2 separate regions of the Mus musculus genome follow, and region 1 is linked to region 2. Evidence: chromatin contacts called from public Hi-C data. All regions are on one chromosome and are shown on one strand. The core of a region is the stretch at or near the end of the contact, and the rest is flanking DNA. Distances in the headings are between cores, read along the strand shown.

Region 1 (3,220 bases), core at 192-2,691, 220 kb after region 2:
AATTGTGGACTCCATAGTGACATGTTTCTATATCGTTTGAATATGTACAACAGCACATTTCTCTTGCCCTGATGGTTCATATTAAGTGACTCTGCTTGAATAGACAGATTTGTTAAATCTCACCTTGTTAAAACATTTTACTTAGTTAAAATGCATTTTGGAGATATTTTGAAGCTGTGGTGCAATTGAGTAACACTGACTTTTATCCTTTTTTTTTTCTCGATACAGGGTCTCTCTGTATAGACCTGGCTATCCTGGAACTCACTTTGTAGACCAGGCTAGCCTCAAACTCAGAAATCTGCCTGCCTCTGTCTCCCAAGTGCTGGGAACTGACATTTATTCTTAACTAATATTTTTTTCTTCAAAAAGCAAAACAAAACAAAACAAAACAAAAAAAAAAACAAAAACAAAAAACCCAAACAAACAAGGATGCTTCCTTCCTTCACACACTCCTCTAGTCATCGCTTCAGCATTGTTCCAAAAACCTGATTGATGTAAATGCCCCTAATTTGGGAGAAAGAAAAAGAGAAAGGATAGGTAGTTAGGGATGCTGGGAAGCTAGGATGCACAGATAGAAAGGAAAGAATACACAAGATACAACTCACAGACCACATGAAGCTCATGAAGAAGGAAGACCAGTGTGGAAGCTTCAGTCTTTCTTAGATGGGGGAACAAAATACTCACGGGAGGAGATACAGAGACAAAGTGTGGAGCAGAGACTGAAGGAACGGCCATCCAGAGATTGTCCCACCTTGGGATCCATCCCATATGCAGATACCAAACAGAGACACTATTGCAGATGCCAACAAGTGCTAGACGACAGGAGCCTGATACTTCTGTCACCAGAGAGGCTCTGCCAGAGCCTGACAAATACAGAGGTGGATGCTTGCAGCCAACCACTGGACTGAGCACAGAGTCCTCCAGAATTCTCAGGGACTAAACCACCAACCAAAGAGTACACATGGAGCGACCTGTGACTCCAGCCGCACATGTAGCACAGGATCAATGTGCTTGTCGGGCATCAATGGGAGGAGAGTCTCTTGGTCCTCTGAAGGGTCAATGCCCCAGTATAGGGAAATGCCAGGGCAGGGGGAGTGGGGATGGGATAGGGTGTTTCCGGAGAGGAAGCTGGGGAAAAGGGATAGCATTTGAAATGTAAATAATTAAAATATCCAATAAAATATAAAATAAAAGGTTTAAAAAAAGGAGAGAGAGAGGGAGGGAGAGAGAGAGAGAGAGAGAGAGAGAGAGAGAAAGAGAGAGAGAGAGAGAGAAAATTCTTTTGCTCCTTGCTTCCCCAGCAAGTCATCAGAGCACCTGGAAGCAGAGCTGTCTGCCAGGGACTTGCCAAGGACCCGCCCAGGCCAGCGCAGGGCGGGCTCGACTGGGGGCGGGGCCGTACAGAAGGTTCCTGAAATGAGCTGTCCGCCTCTCTGGTGCTGAACACAGCTCTAGAGTACAAATGAAGTGCTTTTGTCTGTTGGTGGAACTGGGTGCCAAGAACTGCGCTCGACTTTAGATCTTACCCTTAAAGGAAGGGAATCCGGAGGAAGACGAGGCAGGCAAGAAAGGCAAGCACAGAAAGTGACAGTTGCAGAAACTATAAACGTCGATTGGAGCTCGCATCTCCGAGGAAGCACTGAAGCAGAACGGAGTGAAGGAGAAGCGGGGGTGGGAGGGGTTTCAGGCTGTGCGGAGGAAGAAATAAAAAGAGAAATAAAAAAGGGAAAAAAAAAAAAAGGTCAAGGCTGGTGCCCGTGAATTTGGGATTCCATTGGAAGCGATCGCTCACTGAGGGAAATGGATTCTGTACCAAGACTGAATAGCGTTTTTACTTTGGTGCTCTCTGGCTTGTGGCATTTTGGATTAACAGCGACAAATTGTGAGTACTTGGAACTGGGGGCGGGAAGGTAAGGTGGGATAGGACTCTCCTGAGTAAAAGTATCTAATGTCCAACAGTATATGCTCTGCGTGAAAGGAAAGAGCAGGGTGAAACCTAGCCAGTCTAGTTTGACCATTCTAACAATCCCAAAAGTTAGCAGAGCTTTAATGAGCTTGCTTTGCTGGACTGCCTGCCTTTCATTGGAATCATAAAGTTCCCTTAGCCTGATTCTAGCTTTACTGCGCAGATCTAGAGCAAGCCTCAAAGGGCAGAGACTGTTCCTGTGTCTCCAAGATAGGTGATAATGGGACTGCAGCTCCAAATGATTTGAAATGTTCCCGAATCACCTCTACCCCCTACTGCCACCCTAAGCACACAGCTCTTTCCACTGCCTTATACATAAGGTTTCAGCTGGGAGTAGTTTGTAACTTCCTTGTAAGGGGATTGGGAGTTTGGGCCTAAGAATTGCAGCCCAAATGTAGTTATACCAGGAGATCAATGGCTGTCCTATTACAGGAGGGGGACTTTTAGTACACAATTCACCCTCAAAATTCTGGTGCCAGTGAAGGAATGAGTATGAACTGTAATACCCACATTTTGAATCCTGCAAGCACAGAGCATTTAATTCAATAGGAAAGAATTCTTGACTTCTAAAAATTCTTGCCTGCACTATATATTTATAAGACCCAGTTTGTCAAACTTGAATAAATCACTAAAGCTGTGAGAGAATCAAGCTCAATTGCCCAGTTGCTTCTCTGGGCAGTGTGAGGGAAGTTTTTCCTTCTCTGGGAACTCCCAAATGAGAAAGGATGCAATTAAGCCATCTGTGTTCTTTGCCAGGGTGGCTTATCACAGTCCCTCAAGTTTCTGTGTTTGATTCCCACATCTTGTATTTTGACACTGAACCTCCGAAATATGATCCTGATTTGGACAGTTTAATTTACTTTTATAATTCATGTTATCAGTATCAGTAACACAAGAGGAAAGAGAGAAGACTTACTATGGAGGACCCTTCTGCTTTATTTCTTAATCCTTAGAGGCTCTTGTCCCAGAATTTGCATTCCAGAAGGAAGACAGGTGGATAGATGTTCAACAGAGTCAGTGTTTCTGTCATCCAAAGATTGGAAAGCTTACAATTTGTAATTGTAACATTTTCTTAAAGGTTGTGTTATAAAGAAGGGTAAAAGAGGCTACTCTCTCCCCCTGGTGGGAATAAGGTAGTAAATTATTTTAAATGATATATGGAAGCAAATTACAGTCAGGTAATTTTAATTCTCTGTTCTGCTTTCTCCCCTTCCTTCCTCTGTTGCCCTTTCCATTTCCTCTTCTTCTCCCCTT
Region 2 (3,658 bases), core at 1,089-3,588:
AAGTGCAGTTCAAATCAGCTTATACATGAGTGACAATGTGTCAATCTCAAATAGAGTAAAATCCTACTGGGAGTACAAAGAATAAAGAAGCTGAAGGGATCTCTGCACACAATGTACTCACTCGTCCTAGATTCCACTTTGAGGTGCCTGAGTTTTTCACCTAGATTTAAGAGAAATGGACTTTAAAATCACAAGTACATTATTTCTGTCATTGAAACAGTTTATATTTTTGTCTGAGATAATTAATTTTGATGAAGCAGTGATCTCTTAACTCTTAATAAATAACGCATTTACAAGAATAAAGGAATTATATGCAATCATCCCTCCTTCTTTAAAGTTACTTGCATCCAAAATCTGTCAAGTAAAGAGCAGCATCTTGGTCTTTTCCCTTAGGCTTCATGGCTTCACTAGGATTTTTGTTTTCCCATTCTTTATTTTATTCATCCATTAAAAAATTCTATTGTGGTCTGTTGTAATCTGAGGAATAAGACAATTACTCAGAAGCATATAACTGGGTAATATATTATCCGTTTATTGAGAAATGAAAAATTTTCTCATTTAAGAAATCCACTACCCAACCTGCTTTGTTGGATTTATACTGATCATTGTCTACTGAACAACATTAATAATTATTAATATAATTAATAGATTTGTTTATCCAGGGTCAGGACACATTGCAATATTTGTGAGCTCAAATGTTCATTAGTGATTCTTCTTACAGAGAAGTTATAAAATCATATATTGTAATGGTGTTGGCAGAAAGAAAACAATTAAAGAGCATATAATTCTATTTTAATGTTTTTCTTTTCTTTCTGGATATAGAGGAAATTATAACTTTTTCTCTAAAGCCTTCTTCCTAGTAGGCTTCTCTATCTTGGACATGGAAAGCCATTGCAATGTCTGTCTGCAATCTTCAGACTGGGCTTGTAGCACACAGATTTTAAGTCATCTCCAGAGCTTATGCTTGCAGACAAGAGTTAAGAGTCTAGCATTACTGTCCTCTGAGAGGCTTAACCCAGCAGATGAAAATGAGAAAATAAGATGAGAAATTGAGTTTAGCTTTATATCATCTCATATAAAGAGAAATACCCCTTTCATATAAAGAGAAACACAATATCCCTCAAGGGCAGAAGTTATTATAGCAAGCTAAAGTATATAAGACACTCTATCTTTTACTTTATAGACATTTACTGTTTTTAATAAATCTTGATTAGACATCACTAAAATATTTTTCAATGAGGCTTTAACTTTTACTGTCTTCAGTGTTCATTTTATCATGATTCTTGCTGTGTCATTTTAGTGGTCTGAGACAGCTGATTACTTTCAAGAGCTTATTAATTTACCACTCTTACATATATCCAAGGTGTTGTGTGGTCACCTTGACCAGCTTCAACATAAAGCCACTGTCTCTCTGTCTGGAAGCATTTAACTTTATTGCTTTGCATCCACTGATCTTCTTATATTGTTCTGTGTCTGTATACTTTGCATTTACATATTGTACATTCAGAGTGGTGACCAATCTCTCTTGATCACAGGAAAATTCCATCATTTTGGTACCTATGTCTGTGGAGATGCGTTTTGTTTTGGCACAGGTCAGCTACCAACATTAACAAGAGCCATTGATGATTAATTTATTAACACTACTAGGAGTTTTAAGTCAGAAGTTCCTCAACTCAACTATGGGCATTAGAAAGTACATGGCAATAAATTAACTTTTGAGGATACTAAGTTGTATAAAGCACTTTGCTTAAGCCTCTTCTTACTGAAAACACATCAACATTTTGGGCTGTGTTTCTGAGTAACTTGATGTTGCCTGCTTAATCACAGTTGAAGTGGAAACAGAGAAACGGTTTCCACTTTCTCTGTCTTTTGTGTTTTACTGTGTTTGCTGTCTTACTGTGTGTCCCTAAGTATGAAAGCTAAAAGGGCAAAAACCAGAGTAATATTTTCACCACTTTAAGAGTGTGAAATATTCAAAAGGAAATGGCAAAATGAATTTAGAATTTGCCATGGATAATGTCATTGTGAAGAATAAGATGGGAGACATAGAGAGAGATTCTACAGCTGTACATACTTTCTGTGTATTATCCACCATGACATTCAGATATAAAAAGAAATAAGTGCGTTGATGGTACTTACTGTTTCATAGTGGTATCAATATCAGGACCATATAGTTGTGGTGATGTTAGATATGCATGAAGGGGTAAGAATACACCAACCAATACATCTCCATCCTGGAATATAGCATCTGCCATGCCCAGAGAGCATCCTGGGTTTATTGGCTCACAGGAAGCTACAGGAAAATTCAGGAACAACAACACAGAAACAAAAATCAACATTATTCCTTGCAAAATGCTGTGCCTGGCCAGAAATTCAACCCACAAAATCATCACATCATGCACAATTGAATGTGTTCATGTATATGGGCACTTATATGTTATATGTGTTGTAGGCTGGAGAGTCTACTCATATTCCATGAATCCATTCCTTCCTCCTTGCTGCAGTCCCCAAGAGAAATCTCCAAAATTTCTACCCTCAGGTTTCACATCTGAGGTACCCTGCACAGGTAGCACAAACAAGTTGAGAAAATATGCCTGAGGTTCATCCCTGTTAGGGTGATGATAAATCATGTTCAAAAATAGCAAAACCACAGGGATCGACTCAACTTGGATAGATTGGCTCTCATATTATGTATAAACACCATTTGAAATAAAGTAAGTGAGTCATGTCAGTGACTCAAATCAAGTTGGGAGATAAATGATGTAAAAAAAAACCCAATTAAAAGAGAGACATATGGAACTATGTATCTAAATATCCAAGGTCTTTAAGGACTTAACATAAATCTTATATCTGATAGAGTCACATAGTACACTCAGTGTGTGGTCCATGGGTGTCTATATGACATTTCTATGTATAGAATTCTCTGCCAGTGTGTGCATTCTCCATTGCCTAGAAAACCAAGAAATAAATCTAGGATACATAAATCCATCTGCCTGTCATTATCTGTGTATATGTTAAACTGAGTGTTTTTTCTATACATATTAACCTCTTCAGTTCCCATGATTCAAAATCACTAAGTAGTGAATAGTGATTATATCTACAGCATTGGATTTTTCCATAGCTCACTCTGACTTGATGATATAGGGTAATTGCTAGAAATGGTTCTCTGCTCCATGAAGTACGTATTAATCACTGCTCAGTTATTTCAACATTTATCCTACTACTAGAATGTACATATGGGTATGAGGCATGAAGATCCATGTTCATATGGAACATCAGAAAAGGACTTGATTGAATGCTCACAGTCAGCTATTGGATGGATCACAGGGCCCCCAATGGAGGAGCTAGAGAAAGTACCCAAGGAGCTAAAGGGGTCTGCAACCCTATAGGTGGAACAACATTATGAACTAACCAGTACCCTGGAACTCTTAACTCTCCTGCATATGTATCAAAAGATGGCCTAGTCGGCCATCACTGGAAAGAGAGGCCCACTGGACTTGCAAACTTTATATGCCCCAGTACAGGGGAATGCCAGGGCCAAAAAATGGGAGTGGGTGGGTAGGGGAGTGGGGGGGTAGGTATGGGGGACTTTTGGGATAGCATTGGAAATGTAAATGAGGAAAATACCTAATAAAAATTAAAAAAATCAATCCCCCCC

Evidence for each region. Hi-C and Micro-C count contacts between places; a contact is called where the count stands out from the background.
Region 1: a Hi-C map of cortical neurons shows a contact between it and region 2, with 2.8 times the contacts expected there. The contact joins the promoter of Cntnap5c here to the promoter of Vmn2r120 in region 2. A contact is called at or near these places in 3 of 39 promoter capture datasets (cranial neural crest, embryonic stem cells and hippocampal neurons) and 2 of 484 Hi-C or Micro-C datasets (both in cortical neurons).

Annotation. Positions count from the first base shown.
Region 1 is chr17:57,767,770-57,770,989 of GRCm38.p6, forward strand. Cntnap5c (contactin associated protein-like 5C) reads left to right here and starts at 1,442. Exons shown (of 24, transcript NM_001081653.2): 1 at 1,442-1,882. The coding sequence starts at 1,801.
Region 2 is chr17:57,542,976-57,546,633 of GRCm38.p6, forward strand. It overlaps Vmn2r120 (vomeronasal 2, receptor 120), which reads right to left and starts at 2,339. Exons shown (of 7, transcript NM_001104591.1): 1 at 2,216-2,339. The coding sequence starts at 2,339.